2 separate regions of the Zea mays genome follow, and region 1 is linked to region 2. A link is a contact called in public Hi-C data. All regions are on one chromosome and are shown on one strand. Each heading gives the region's core, a stretch centred on a gene start, on an enhancer-like site or on the middle of the called end of the contact. The rest is flanking DNA. Distances are from core to core; before and after follow the strand shown.

Region 1 (6,546 bases), core at 2,937-5,436, 170 kb before region 2:
CCATCGAGGCGGTAAAGCGCCGCCCAGATCGCCGGAAGCAAGCGGCGACCTCACCAGCTCCGAGCAGCAGCAGGTACGAGTCTATACTCCACTTCCTCTCCGTCTCACCCCGACTGGCGATTTCTTGCATAGGGCTTGCGGCCCCGGTCAGATCTTGCTCCGGCACTCGCTGCCAGCCTGATCGGAGCCTGGAGTCGCAGGGTGGGAGCGGACTCCATTCAACGGAATCTTCCCCTATGGTGGCTGCTGCTGTGCGTTACCGGCCAGCCGCGTGCCCAGTTTACTCCCGTCCGGTCTATCCCGTTCCTCAGCCGATTCCGCCCACCCGAACCGTGACCACCTGATCTTTTCCTATGCCCATGCTGATCGTTTGGGGATTCGTCTCTGCAGGGAGGCTCGTGGAACCATTAGTCGTTTTCTGGCAGCGGCATGGAGGGGCTGAGCTGGAGAACGGTGTGTTGTTTATCGGTGCTCTGTGCCGTGCTGTTCTTGCGCCCGGCCGAGGGCATCCGCTTCGTGATCGATAGGGAAGAGTGCTTCTCGCATAACGTGGAATACGAGGGGGATACTGTCCATGTATCCTTCGTCGTCATCAAGGCTGACACCCCGTGGCATTACAGCGAGGAGGGCGTCGATCTTGTGGTAAGGGACTACTGGTTCGGTCTGAGCCTATCTGCTTCTGACAGAAATCTTAAATTATGTATATTGATTGATGCATTCTTGGGTCGTATCTACGACTATTTAGGCCTTGTTCGGTTATTCTAATTACATGTGGATTGGAGTGTATTAGAATGGATTGAGATGAAATTTGACTTGCTATGGATTTAAACCGACTCAATATCACTCAATCCACATGGATTAACAGTGAACGAAAGCCTTTAGGGCGCAACGATGAAGTGATGAACTAATAATTCAACAAAATTACATATGCACCTATGCTACTATTTAAAGGGTCTGCATCATTGATTATGGATGTGAAAGAAATATACGTTGGAATGCCCAATTGATCATATGGGGATTATATTGCTACAGTCCAATTATGGGATGGAAGGAATGTGGTGTGGGGTTTTGAGCACAGGACATGATCTGTGGAACTTAATAGCCTTAACTAAAGCTGTTTGTTGCATCTTTTTCTGACTGGTATCTAACATAATCTGAAGTCTAAGGGTTTGAATTATGTAGATGTAAGGTATTCAATTTGTGTAATGAAGAAAAAAGAAACCTCTAATTATATTTGTTACTTTTTAATGTTAATCTTTAATAACTAATGGGTCCGTCAACAAATTAGTTGGCTGGTGACAGCTTCAACTTTGAACTCCTGTTGCTCTCTTAACTTTATCGGATTTTTCAACTCCTGTCCTTATTTTCTTTTGCTGCAACAAAGCTTTGATGGATCAGACAGTTTGACTTAGTAAGCTCATTAACTAGTCTTGTTTGGTGCTTGTTGGGCTCATTAACACAAGCACTGTAGAACCTTTCCTCGATTTATAGTTTTTCCTTGTTTTACCTAGCGTTCCAACTGTAACGCCATCTTGACTAATGACAGGTTAAGGATCCTAATGGCGCTCAAGTCCGTGATTCCCGAGATAAGACTAGTGACAAGTTTGAGTTCATAGTTCAGAAGAGAGGCGTCCATCGCTTCTGCTTCACGAACAAATCCCCATATCACGAAACGATAGACTTCGATGTTCATGTTGGCCATTTTTCATATTTCGAGCAGCATGCCAAAGATGGTAAGAATATAAGGATTTCTAAAGTTCTATTAACTTCGGCTAGCAAAAACTTTGCACTGAACTCCTGTTTCCTGAATGTGGCGCAGAGCATTTTGCACCACTTTTTGAGCAAATAGGCAAGTTGGATGAGGCACTTTACAATATTCAGTTCGAACAGCACTGGCTAGAGGCCCAGACTGACCGTCAAGCAATATGTAAGTGTATCCCCTTTTACCTTCTCCATAAAAATACTATTTTGAGTGTTTTTCACCTTACGCCCCTGTTGAACCTAATATCATGAGGGGGTCATATGTGGTGTAGTTCTTGGTGGTTTGTGGGCAGTTGTGATGAATAAATAACATTAATATCATGATGGAATAGCTTAACAGGAGTAATGAGTTTGAAAATATCTAGATCGAATGATCAATTTTATATAGGAATTATTGTAAAGCTGTACTGAATTTCCGATGCGGTGGGCCAAACAAGTCTCATGCTTTGTGGGATCTGGTAATGATGGTTTTGTTTCTCCTGTTATGTTTTGCTTGCAGCGTTTTTTGTAACGATGCCCCCTAGCCTTCACTATCTGTTCTCATGCTTCCTTCCTACGCAGCAGTGAATTGCCTCTTCTCTTTACATTTTTACCATGGGTTTATCTAAGATGCTAGTATTAAACTTTGCCAAGCGCTGGTATCATCCCAAGATCGGTGGGCTAATCATCCCTCCTTCCGTGTCGCAGTGAACGAGAACATGAGCAGGAGGGCAGTCCATAAGGCGCTCTTCGAGTCAGCGGCGCTGATCGCCGCCAGCGTCATCCAAGTCTACCTCCTGCGCCGGCTCTTCGAGCGCAAGCTGGGGACGTCTCGGGTTTAAGGCAACAGTAGCCAACTTGCCCTTCGCAGCCACCATGATCACACCGACATAACCGTTACGAATTCGAATGGTTGCTAGATCAGCTAAATACCACATGTTTGTGGACTTCAGTTACATGTAATATTTTTTTTGTGATTCCACAGATGAGAACTCTTCAAAGTTTAAACCGTCGATTTAGCCTTCATTCTGCCTCAGCATTTTATCGCCTTGTTTCTGTAGTAGCAACCAGTAACAACAAGGTTGCCTGTAGTCTGTACAAGATAGTAGAGGTTTTTTTTTCTGTGCTGGTTGTACGACACAACTGTGAATGACTTGCCGTAGACGGATACTATACTGTACGCTCGATGCGCCCATTGTTTTCAGAGAATAAATGGCTGTGCAGAATTGAAGGCGGCGAGGAGAATCTCCAGCTTCAGCTGCCGGCTCTCTAGATGGAGGTCTGTAGTGTGGGCACAACCACACCACATGTGTCATGCGTGCCGTGTCGGTGCACTTTGAGCCGAGGGCTGGCCCTACCCAACCGAAGCAATCGCCAATTCATCAGCGCCCAACCACCGTGCCTGAATTCAGTTACTGAATCGGTTGCCCGTGGCGTTCGTCAGCTGTTTCTCTGCATCGCATGTGGTTGTGGCCCGTCCTGAAAAAAAGCACGCAATCCTGAATAAAAAAAAGCGTCGCATGTGCTTGGTGCAGTGCGTTCGAGGCTGCGGGGGTGAGAGTTTACTTCGCATCTAGACTAGAGAACAACACAGGATCGATGAAGGCCGGGAATGGGTTCGTCGACGACAGCAACGTGTGAACCAGTAGGACTTGACTTGCAGTGTGCATACTTGGAGCTCCGTCGAGCACCCCGCCCTGGCCCTGTAGCAGGCAGCGTAATCAATGGCGCACAATTTGCCGCTGGGGCAGGGCAAGGAAGACAGACGCAGGAACGTGGCTGAACTGAACAATCAGCAATCACCTTGGCGATTCGGCGGTGGCTCGGGCGTGCCCACCACGAGCCTGGCTCTCAACGGCACGGCACGAGCAGCTGGGCAGGCCGTCCTTCCCAGGAAAAAACTGCCGACGCCATCCGCGAAATGCCGCTCGCCGCCCTGTGCAAGTGCAAGGTGCAACGAATGATGGGTAGCCATGCTCAGCTCCGAGCACCGTCGTCGCCCCCATCTTGCCTCGCATTCAAATCGCAGGCGGGCTTGGACTTGAAGCTTCGCCCCCGCTGTGTCAGCGGTCAGCGCCGCAGACGCGACGGGCCCGCCGCCACCGCCGCCCAAGACAGCCAGCCAGAAGCAAGCAGCGCCAACGCGATTCGCATGAGCAACGGGCGATGCAACAACCAGAGCAGGAGCAGCAGGGCGGCAGATGTCGATGGGGAGGCAGGGACACGTCGTCACTGGGCTCTGGTAGGCGCAGTACGTACACTTGTACCGCCCGTCACTGCGGATGACACCTATACGTGGTGCGTGCGACGGCGACACGTACCGGGAACGAATTACTCTCCCCCCTCCTCAATTCAATGCCGTCATCCAACTCTCACCGGCCCCGGCTTCAATGCGCGCCCGCCGCCCCGCCCAGCCTATAAACGCCGCCCGCCCCATTTCCCTGCTCCTCCTCCTCTATCTTCGCATCTGGCACGAGCAGCCAAGCAAATAAAAGTAGAGCGGCGAGCGACGACCGGCCTGGGCCACTCTTTCGGCCGAGCGTAGCCAGCAGGTCGTCGTCGTCGTCGTCGTCGCAGCACCCGGCCGGCTAGCATGGCCACGAGGAGGCAGTGGTGGTGGTGGTGCCTGCTGCTGCTGGCGGCGTGGTGCTGCGCCGCGGCCGCGCAGTCGCCGCCGGCGGCGGACCCGCTGCAGAGCAAGTGCCAGGGGGACTTCGGGAAGCTGACGGACTGCATGGACTACGCGACGGGGCACGCGGCGTCGCCCTCGTCCACCTGCTGCGGCGACGCCGGCGACACGGAGAAGGCGCGCCCCGAGTGCCTCTGCTACATCATCCAGCAGACGCACACGGGGCGCAACCAGGTGCAGTCGCTCGGACTGCGCTTCGACCGACTCATGGCGCTCCCCGCCGCCTGCAACCTCCCCAACTCCAACGTCTCGCTCTGCATCAGTGAGTGCTAGCGACTCCCGCTCCCTCCCTCACTGACCATGGCAGTGTTAGCTCTGATTAAAGCCGCTGATCACTTGCAAATGATGAAACCACAGTGGGCTGTGTGCTTTGGTTGGGCCGGCTTTGCGTGGATCGGATCTCAGCCCATGCTCCTAGCTTCCTACTCTCTCAGATCTACTAATTTTTATACTGTACCGTTATAGTAGATCAACAATCATATACTTCCTCTTCGTAATAAACCTATATGGAAATATAAATATTTTTCATAAATATAATCGAAATCAAAATTGAGTCAAACGGGATGCACGTTCATTTAGGGACGAAGAGGATACTAAATACTAGTATATAGCGGGTTAGTGTCAAGGTAGATGTACTTGAGTATGCTGAGATTCAATTAAGCATATATATCATAAATAATGGGTATAGACAGACATTTAACTATACTCAAAGAGCTGATGACTCGCATCTTGTAAAATAATTCCGGATGTTTTTTTAATATTATCCGTTCATAATACCTGACGCCTCCCTTCCCCCTGTCTGTTTCGCTACAGCCCTGCTGAACCTGAAGCCGGGCTCTGCGGACTACGCCCTCTTCGCCAACGCCTCCAAGAGTGAGTGCTCTCAGCTCTCTCAAGTGAACCCTTCGTATCATCGCCAGTTCGCCACCCATCCAGTAACCCACTGGCCACTGCACTGCACTCAACTAACTGGCAACCGCCGTCACCGTTCTGTTTTCTCCTGCAGTCACGCCGTCAGCCGGCGGCAACCCTGCGAGCGACAGCGCCGCGGGCAGCGGCGTCAAGCTCCGGGCTGGGGTCAGCGGCGGCGTCGCGCTCGCCGTGGTCTCCGCGATCGCCTCGTCACTCTTCTGATGGACCGACCTCCTCTCAAAGGAGCAGCGGCGGTTTTTTTTTACCCTCCTGTGGATTCGTTCTCGTGCTGCGTTCCGCTAGCCCATGTCTACTCTGTACTATCTCATAAAAAAAAATAGATCCAGCTGAGACGTTGTTCCCTCCCTCTTTCCCTGTACCGTGTTTCATGGTGACTTGTGACAATGGATGGTTTCTCCTTGTGCGTCGCCATTTACAAGCTTTTTTGTTTGTTTGTTTGTTTGTTTGTTCTGGATGAACGGAGTTTCAGCGCAGTAAACAATTCAAATAACCTAGTTGTTGTGTTTTCCGTTTTAGCCCGTTTTATTTGAAGTCTGAAATTCGCAGCATCAGCTATCCGTAGAGCGAGAAGCAAATGTTTTCCGTACCAGTGTAAAACCTTGCCGACCAAATCCTTTTTTTTGTTCTTCATGGAAGTGATCAGCGCGCCACAATGATCGGTTCCATGAAAAATGGAGCTCGTTGGCCGGTCTGCATCATCAAGTCTGGACAGGCGCCGACGCCTGCTGGATTCAGCTCGGCTCTGCTTGCAGTCGCGGACCAAAAAAAAAAAAAAACTGTCAGCAACCGAACAAAACGATCGTTACGCCTTTCCTTTGACAAGAACACCGCAGTGTTGTTTAATGTACCAAGGTATTTCCGCATATCTGAACTCTGAAGATGCATTGTTGCTAGTCATGACCTTGTTTGTTCCCATGGAGAAGTGAATGAAAGTGGGATTGTTGATGTTGTTGTTTTTTCCGAGGAAGGATTTTTTATTTCATTAAGATAATGAAGTAACTCAGTTTCTGCCTTACAGCATTCAACCAACTAAATCAGAACACAGAAAAACCAAAAAATTGTCATGTGAAAGTCGCCTAGAGGGGGTGAATAGGGCGAATCTGAAATTTACAAACTTAATCACAACTACAAGCCGGGTTAGCGTTAGAAATATAATCGAGTCCGAGAGAGAGAGTGCAAAATAA
Region 2 (6,382 bases), core at 1,560-4,059:
GTTAAAAGGGGGGCCTCGGGCGAGACGGAAGTCTCTCGAGGTCGGCTGCCCTTGGCCGAGGCTAGGCTCGGATAGAGATGGCAATGGGTACCCGAAACCCGAAACCCGATGGGTTTTTACCCCATTAGGGTACGGGTTTGGGTCAATTTTCATACCCATGGGTTTGTTAATGGACATAAATCTATACCCGGCGGGTTTATGGGTACGGGTTTGTTCCTATAGTACCCAAACCCGTGAACCCGTGGGTTCTTTAAACCCGACCAAACCTAGTGCATATTGTCATTTTATTTTATAAATGAACAACAAACTTGTTATTTCTTATTTACTTCCTAATTTTTATCAACTGGTGAATGTATCAGTAGTCGGTGAGAGTGTTGCTTGCTTGCTATTATAGTTTTTACAAGTGTTATATATGTGATGGATGGATAACTTAGTGCAAGGTCACTTAATTATACAAGTTATTATTTGTATTTCATTCTCTCTACTAATAATTTTTATACCAAATCATGAACTCATTGTTCATTACATAAAATTTGGATCATGATCTCATTAATCATTACGATACTTATTGATTATGAGAAGAACAAGTATATTGGAGATGAAACCCACGGGTAACCCATGGGTACCCGCTAACCCGATGGGTACGGGTTTGGGCAAAATCTCAAACCCGTCATGGGTACGGGTTTTTTAATGGGCATAGATATTTTTCACGGGTACGGGTTTGGGATGGCAAAACCCAGCGGGTTTGTACCCGTTGCCATCTCTAGGCTCGGACGAAGCGTGATCGAGTCACTCGTGTGGACTTGATCCCTGACTCAATCGTACCCATCAGGCCTTTGCAGCTTTATGCTGATGGGGGTTACCAGCTGAGAATTAGGCGTCTTGAGGGTACCCCTAATTATGGTCCCCGACAACGCTCCACCCGGAGATGCGTCCACCAGTGAACAACATGCCAGATTTTTTACGCAGTGTAAGGAATTGCATAAATACCTACATCGTGTAGTATAATTTGTTTCAGTATACATCATAAACTAGTTCTAATGCGTTTAGTTGCATGGCTGTTGGAGGGATCCTATATTTATGAAGGAAATAAAACATTAAATGTGATTTTTTTGTTTCTATGCATGCAATTCATTTCCTTTCATTGCATATTCTTTCCATCATAAATTCGTGTGCATGCAGCCTGTAGCAGATTTTTACGCAGTATACCGAATTGCATAATTATCTACACAGTGTAGCATATTTAGTATCAGTATATAGCATAAAATGGTCATTACGAGTTTTAGTTGCATGTCTGTTTCAGCGATCCTAAATTTATGGAGGAAATAAAGCATTTAAAATAGAAACCGCCACACATATCTTTCCTAAATTTACGCGCATGCAAAGGAACGTGATTGACTCATGCATGCATTTTGCCATAATTTTAGGATCTGTATAACCGCATGCATGCGACTGCCATGTTTTTCGGATCTGCCATAAAAATAGGATCGTAATAACAACCTACTAGAGCTATCAACCTCTCACATTGGCTCGGTATATACGCTTATAATTGAGGGATGTTATGCTCAAAACTTAAGGTTATTACGCTCCAACCCGGAGGTGCGTCCACCAGTGAACAACATGCCATATTTTTTACGCAGTGTAACGAATTACATAAATACCTACACCATGTAGTATAATTTGTATCAGTATATATCATAAACTAGATTTAATGTGTTTTAGCTGCATGACTGTTGGAGGGATCTTATATTTATGAAGGAAATAAAACATTAAATACAATTTTTTGTTTCTATGCGTGTAATTCATTTCCTTTCATTGCACATTATTTTTATCATAAATTCGTGTGCATGCAGCTGGTAACAGATTTTTACGCAATATATCGAATTGCATAATTATTAACACAGTGTAGCATATTTAGTCTCAGTATATATCATAAAATGGTCTTTATGCGTCTAGCTGCATGGCTGTTGCAGCGATCCTAAATTTATGGAGGAAATAAAGGATTTTAAAAACAGAAACTGCCGCACATATCTTTCCTAAATTTATGCGCATGCATTGGATCGTGTTTGACTTATGCATGCATTCCTTTTTTTTCGCTAACAGACGTGGGGCAGGTGGCGCACCCGACAGCCTGTTTGGGCGCGCTGGTTAAACCAGTTTGCAGGGGTGGTCGGCCTGGGCTTCCTTTAACTATTGGAAGCCCAGAGCTCCCGTTATACCTACCCTATATATATATAACTGTTATGATCGTGTATTTGAGAATTAGTAGAGAAATATTTTACTATTTATTTCTTAAATTTAGGATTTAGAGATCTATTAAAATTGCTCAAACGGGTATGAATATAAAGTGAGTCGAGAGGAACCGTTGTAAGAGCATCTTCAAAAAACTCTTTATTTTTGACTCTTTATTTACTTTTTTATAAAAATCAACCTTTATATATATATCATTTTATTCCAATAGACTCTTTAACATAAAAGTTAGTTTGGCTAGCCGGAGTGACTAGCTAAATTTGGTTAGTGAGAGAGCCAATTTAGAGAGCCACATAGCTTGATGAGTTTAATATCTAGTCTGTTGGAAGTTTATTTTGTTATTAATTAGCTAAAATTTAACTTGTTAAGTCTAGTTTCTTGAAGGTGAACAGTCTAAAAAGCACCTCCTGCTCGTCGCATGGGTACCAGGCCCATTTGTAGCCCAGGCCCAACCACCCATTTGTCGCGTTCTTTTCACGCCAACCCGGACCCGCGGCCCCACTACCCAGGGCCAAATTTCCCTGTGCTCCTCTCCATCCAGGTCTCCTCTTGCTCATACCGCAACGCTCTATCTCTTTCGCCGAGCTCCTCGAAACCCTAGGAGCGTGCTTGACCGGCGGCGGCGAGGTGATGGCGATGGACCCTGACGCGGTAGCGAAGGCCTTCGTGGAGCATTACTACCGAACGTTCGACACCAACCGCGCGGCGCTGGTTGGGCTGTACCAGGAGACCTCCATGCTCACCTTCGAGGGCCAGAAGTTCCAGGGCCCCTCCGCCATTGCCGGCAAGCTCGGATCTCTCCCTTTCCAGGCCTGCGAGCATCAGATCGTCACCGTAGACTGCCAGCCATCGGGTCCCCAGGGAGGCATGCTCGTCTTCGTCTCCGGTTCCATACGCACCGGCCCCGAGGAGCACCCCATCAAGTTCTCCCAGGTATGCACCCCCGCTTGGCCTCGATCCGCTTTCTTCCCGCTTGTAGGAGTAAGCCTTATTTCATCGTGCGTGGTCCGTGATGACTCGTCACCTGATGCGATCCGCTGTCACTCTTGTGATTCTGGCCCTAATCTCGTGGTAGTCCGTAGAAGGCCCTCGCTTTGTTTGTTATTTTGATTGAATGGTGCCAATCATTTGTTCTTACTATATTGATTGGTCTTATGATTATCTGTTAGTACAAATGTCTGGTCCATTGCCCTTGTGATGAAGTTGTTAACTGTGCCAGTCGATATTCGTTTCAGAGATTTGTTTTTCACTAGCCACCTTGTTTCGTTTAGATCTATACATAATTGTTTATACTAGTCCTTATTCTACCCATTTTTCAGTTTTGTTTTGATTTATGGGACATGCTGGTGTGTTGTTGTCTATACGTTCTGTTGGCCTTTCAACTCTAAGGGCTAGTTTGGGAGCCACAAAACCGGAGAGGATTGGAGGGGCTAGAATCCACTTCTTATTTAAATTTGAATAACAAGAAGATTATAGCCCCTCCAATCCCCTCCGATTTTGTGGCTCCCAAACTAGCCCTTAAAGAAATTGTTCGTGCTACCAGTGGCAGAGCCAAAAACTTTTGGCAGCCCAGGCGATTCTTATTATGCAAGAAATTTATATAGGAAAAATGCAGCGTTTTTATCCAACAGGAATAAAATTTGCCTTTGACAGCTCGTGGAGGAGCCTGGCTGCCCGCCACTTTGCTGGGGTGGTCGGGTGGTGGCGATTCAAGTGTAAAATTTCTGTTCGTCTCTGTGGCTTTAAGTTCCATTCCATGGCAGAGTCACTGGTTCTTGCAATTATTTTTGCAGTGCTGCAGTTCTGCTGAGCTAGGGTTAGACATGCATATTTCCTTTTTTATGATTCGTAGACTAGCTGATCAATTTTTTTGCCTTTTTTCCTTGGAGTCTTGAACTCCCACTCCAGAAATCCTTTAGCATGCAGTGAATTTGAAGTACTAGTGTTTGTATCTGCGGTCCGGAGGTCTTTCTTAAACATCTGTGTACCGTGTTCTGCCATTGTCTCCTGAAGCAGTTAGAAATGAATTCATTGCCTCTGCGGAAACAAATAAACTTCATTTCCAGCATGAAACTTTTAAACATTTGCCCATGTATGTTTTAGAAAGTTTAATATTTGCATGCCTTCTATATTATTTTGTATATTTTTTCCATATTATTCATTTTGCAAGTTAAGTTTCAAACTTACGAGTACTTAGAAGGTTAATGCCACAGTTGTATGATTGTATCTCTTAATGGAAGATCTGTTAATTTATTAATGTTTGCGTGTATAACATGTGCATGATGTCTTTTGTGTACAGTTTATCTTAAATTGAACTATATAAAGATTTGGTTTGATACTTCTGTATCTTTGATCATAAACTCCTATGTTGGAGGCCATAGACAGAACTATCAACTTACCCTACTTCTCGCATGGCTAACGTTATAGATGCTAGTAAGGTTCTGGTGTGCAGCTTGGGGTTTTAAACACTAGATTAGTATTTGTCCTGTTCGAAACTATAATTTTCATTTCGTTAGGACAATTCTTTGACCATTCTTTGACCGTCAATTACTCTGTTAGCATGTCATTTATGTGATACAAAATGATACTCAGAGTCATGAGTAATTATTTTTTAGTATTATGAATCTAATAACATCAATTTTGTATTAACAAAATCTGTACTGGTAAAGAAGCTGTTGGTCAAAGGCTTGTAATAGTTTGTGTAATGATTGAATTTCGATAGCAACCCCTCCTTATCCAATTCATGGTTTGTAGAAATGTAAATTGCTTGTAGTGCATTGTTTTTTACGCACAGAGCGCACATCTTGCCTCACTTTGATTCTTTATGTTCCTACTCCAGCACAAGTATTCTGCGTTCCCATGATGTGATACTCTTGTCTCTGTAGGCATTCCATTTGCTGCCGGCCGCTGGGTCCTTCTTCGTGCAGAATGACATGTTCCGCCTGAACTATGGCTAAAGACACCCGATACTCTTGTGATGAAGGAATTGATTAAGGGTTTCATGTTGAAACGATGAATACTTAATGTTGCCGCTACTCTGGTCTCTTTTGTATCTTCTTTGTTGGCTGCTTCACTGTATTACAAGAAATTGCTAGACTTGGATTATTTCAGTTGTTTTGAATCATGTACTGGTTGCACCATTTCTTTGTGGAATGTGAATTGAAACGGTCGTAGCTACTTGATACGCATTTTGTTACAACAGCAGGCATTCGAGTTTCTGGTGCTTGTACCTGGAGCTGTTGGAAATTTTCGGTTCTTCTGCAGAGGGGAAGTCTTCGGGCAAGATGTGGTAAACCCCCCCTCGATTTTGTATGTCTGGTTAACGAGGTTGAATCGAATACTCTTGTGTCTATGACTAATAAAATTGAATTCAGTGTGTACCATAATTTCGAAGTACCAGTGACAATTGAGATCCGCGAGCGACAAACCTTTTTCTTTCTCTGCCTGCAACTAGTTGAATTTAATGTTCATAATTTTCTAGAAATGAAGTGACATTTTCTGCTTTTCCAACTGACAACAAAATTGAGTTCTCAAAATTTGTAACTTCCCCCAAAAAAAATTCCTGACAAATTTAGGAACTATATTTTTTGGGGGCGTAATCCATAATTTCAAACAAGAAACAAGTGACAACAAAGAATGGGGAAAAATAATACTCCCTCCATCACCTCAAAATATAATTTGTTTTGACTAAATATATATTAATTAATTAATTCATAAATGTAGTTTGTATGGCTGTTCGGCTGGTCTTCTTTTCAGCGCTACATCAATTGCTATGGCTATAAAAATAAACTAGACTGCATTGTAAAATTGCTATAAACAGACATTGATGAATAAGGACAGCTTAGCCTGTTCGCTTAGTTTTAATTCGTATCGGCTTTGTCTGTTTCTATGATGTTTTTGTCTATATGTATTACAGATGTAGTAGTCTAAATAGTCGTCTTTAATCCAAAGCAAATATCCCGATGATTATCATTCGTTCCAACCCGGATGGAAAAAAAAGAGTATTAGAAAAAACTATATATTTGGATGGAGGGAGTATCAAAGTAATTGTATTTCTAAAATTAATTTGTTTGTCTATGTCAATCTCCTTGTTTCTTCTTATTAAGCCGCTGCGGCTTCGAGGCCAATCAAT

Evidence for each region. A called contact is a pair of places that touch in the nucleus more often than the background predicts.
Region 1: a Hi-C map of bundle sheath shows a contact between it and region 2, with 5 times the contacts expected there. The contact joins the promoter of LOC100191531 here to the promoter of LOC100192679 in region 2. A contact is called at or near these places in 5 of 25 Hi-C or Micro-C datasets (bundle sheath, ear, leaf and 1 more).

The regions. Positions count from the first base shown.
Region 1 is chr1:199,012,786-199,019,331 of Zm-B73-REFERENCE-NAM-5.0, reverse strand. It overlaps LOC100191531 (putative bifunctional inhibitor/LTP/seed storage protein family), which reads left to right and starts at 4,186. Exons shown (of 3, transcript NM_001136962.1): 1 at 4,186-4,691; 2 at 5,243-5,302; 3 at 5,436-5,773. The coding sequence starts at 4,334. The coding sequence ends at 5,563. LOC100281371 reads left to right here and starts at 15. Exons shown (of 4, transcript NM_001154289.1): 1 at 15-642; 2 at 1,547-1,733; 3 at 1,820-1,927; 4 at 2,449-2,912. The coding sequence starts at 430. The coding sequence ends at 2,582.
Region 2 is chr1:198,844,924-198,851,305 of Zm-B73-REFERENCE-NAM-5.0, reverse strand. LOC100192679 reads left to right here and starts at 2,809. Exons shown (of 2, transcript NM_001137886.3): 1 at 2,809-3,183; 2 at 5,136-5,354. The coding sequence starts at 2,881. The coding sequence ends at 5,207.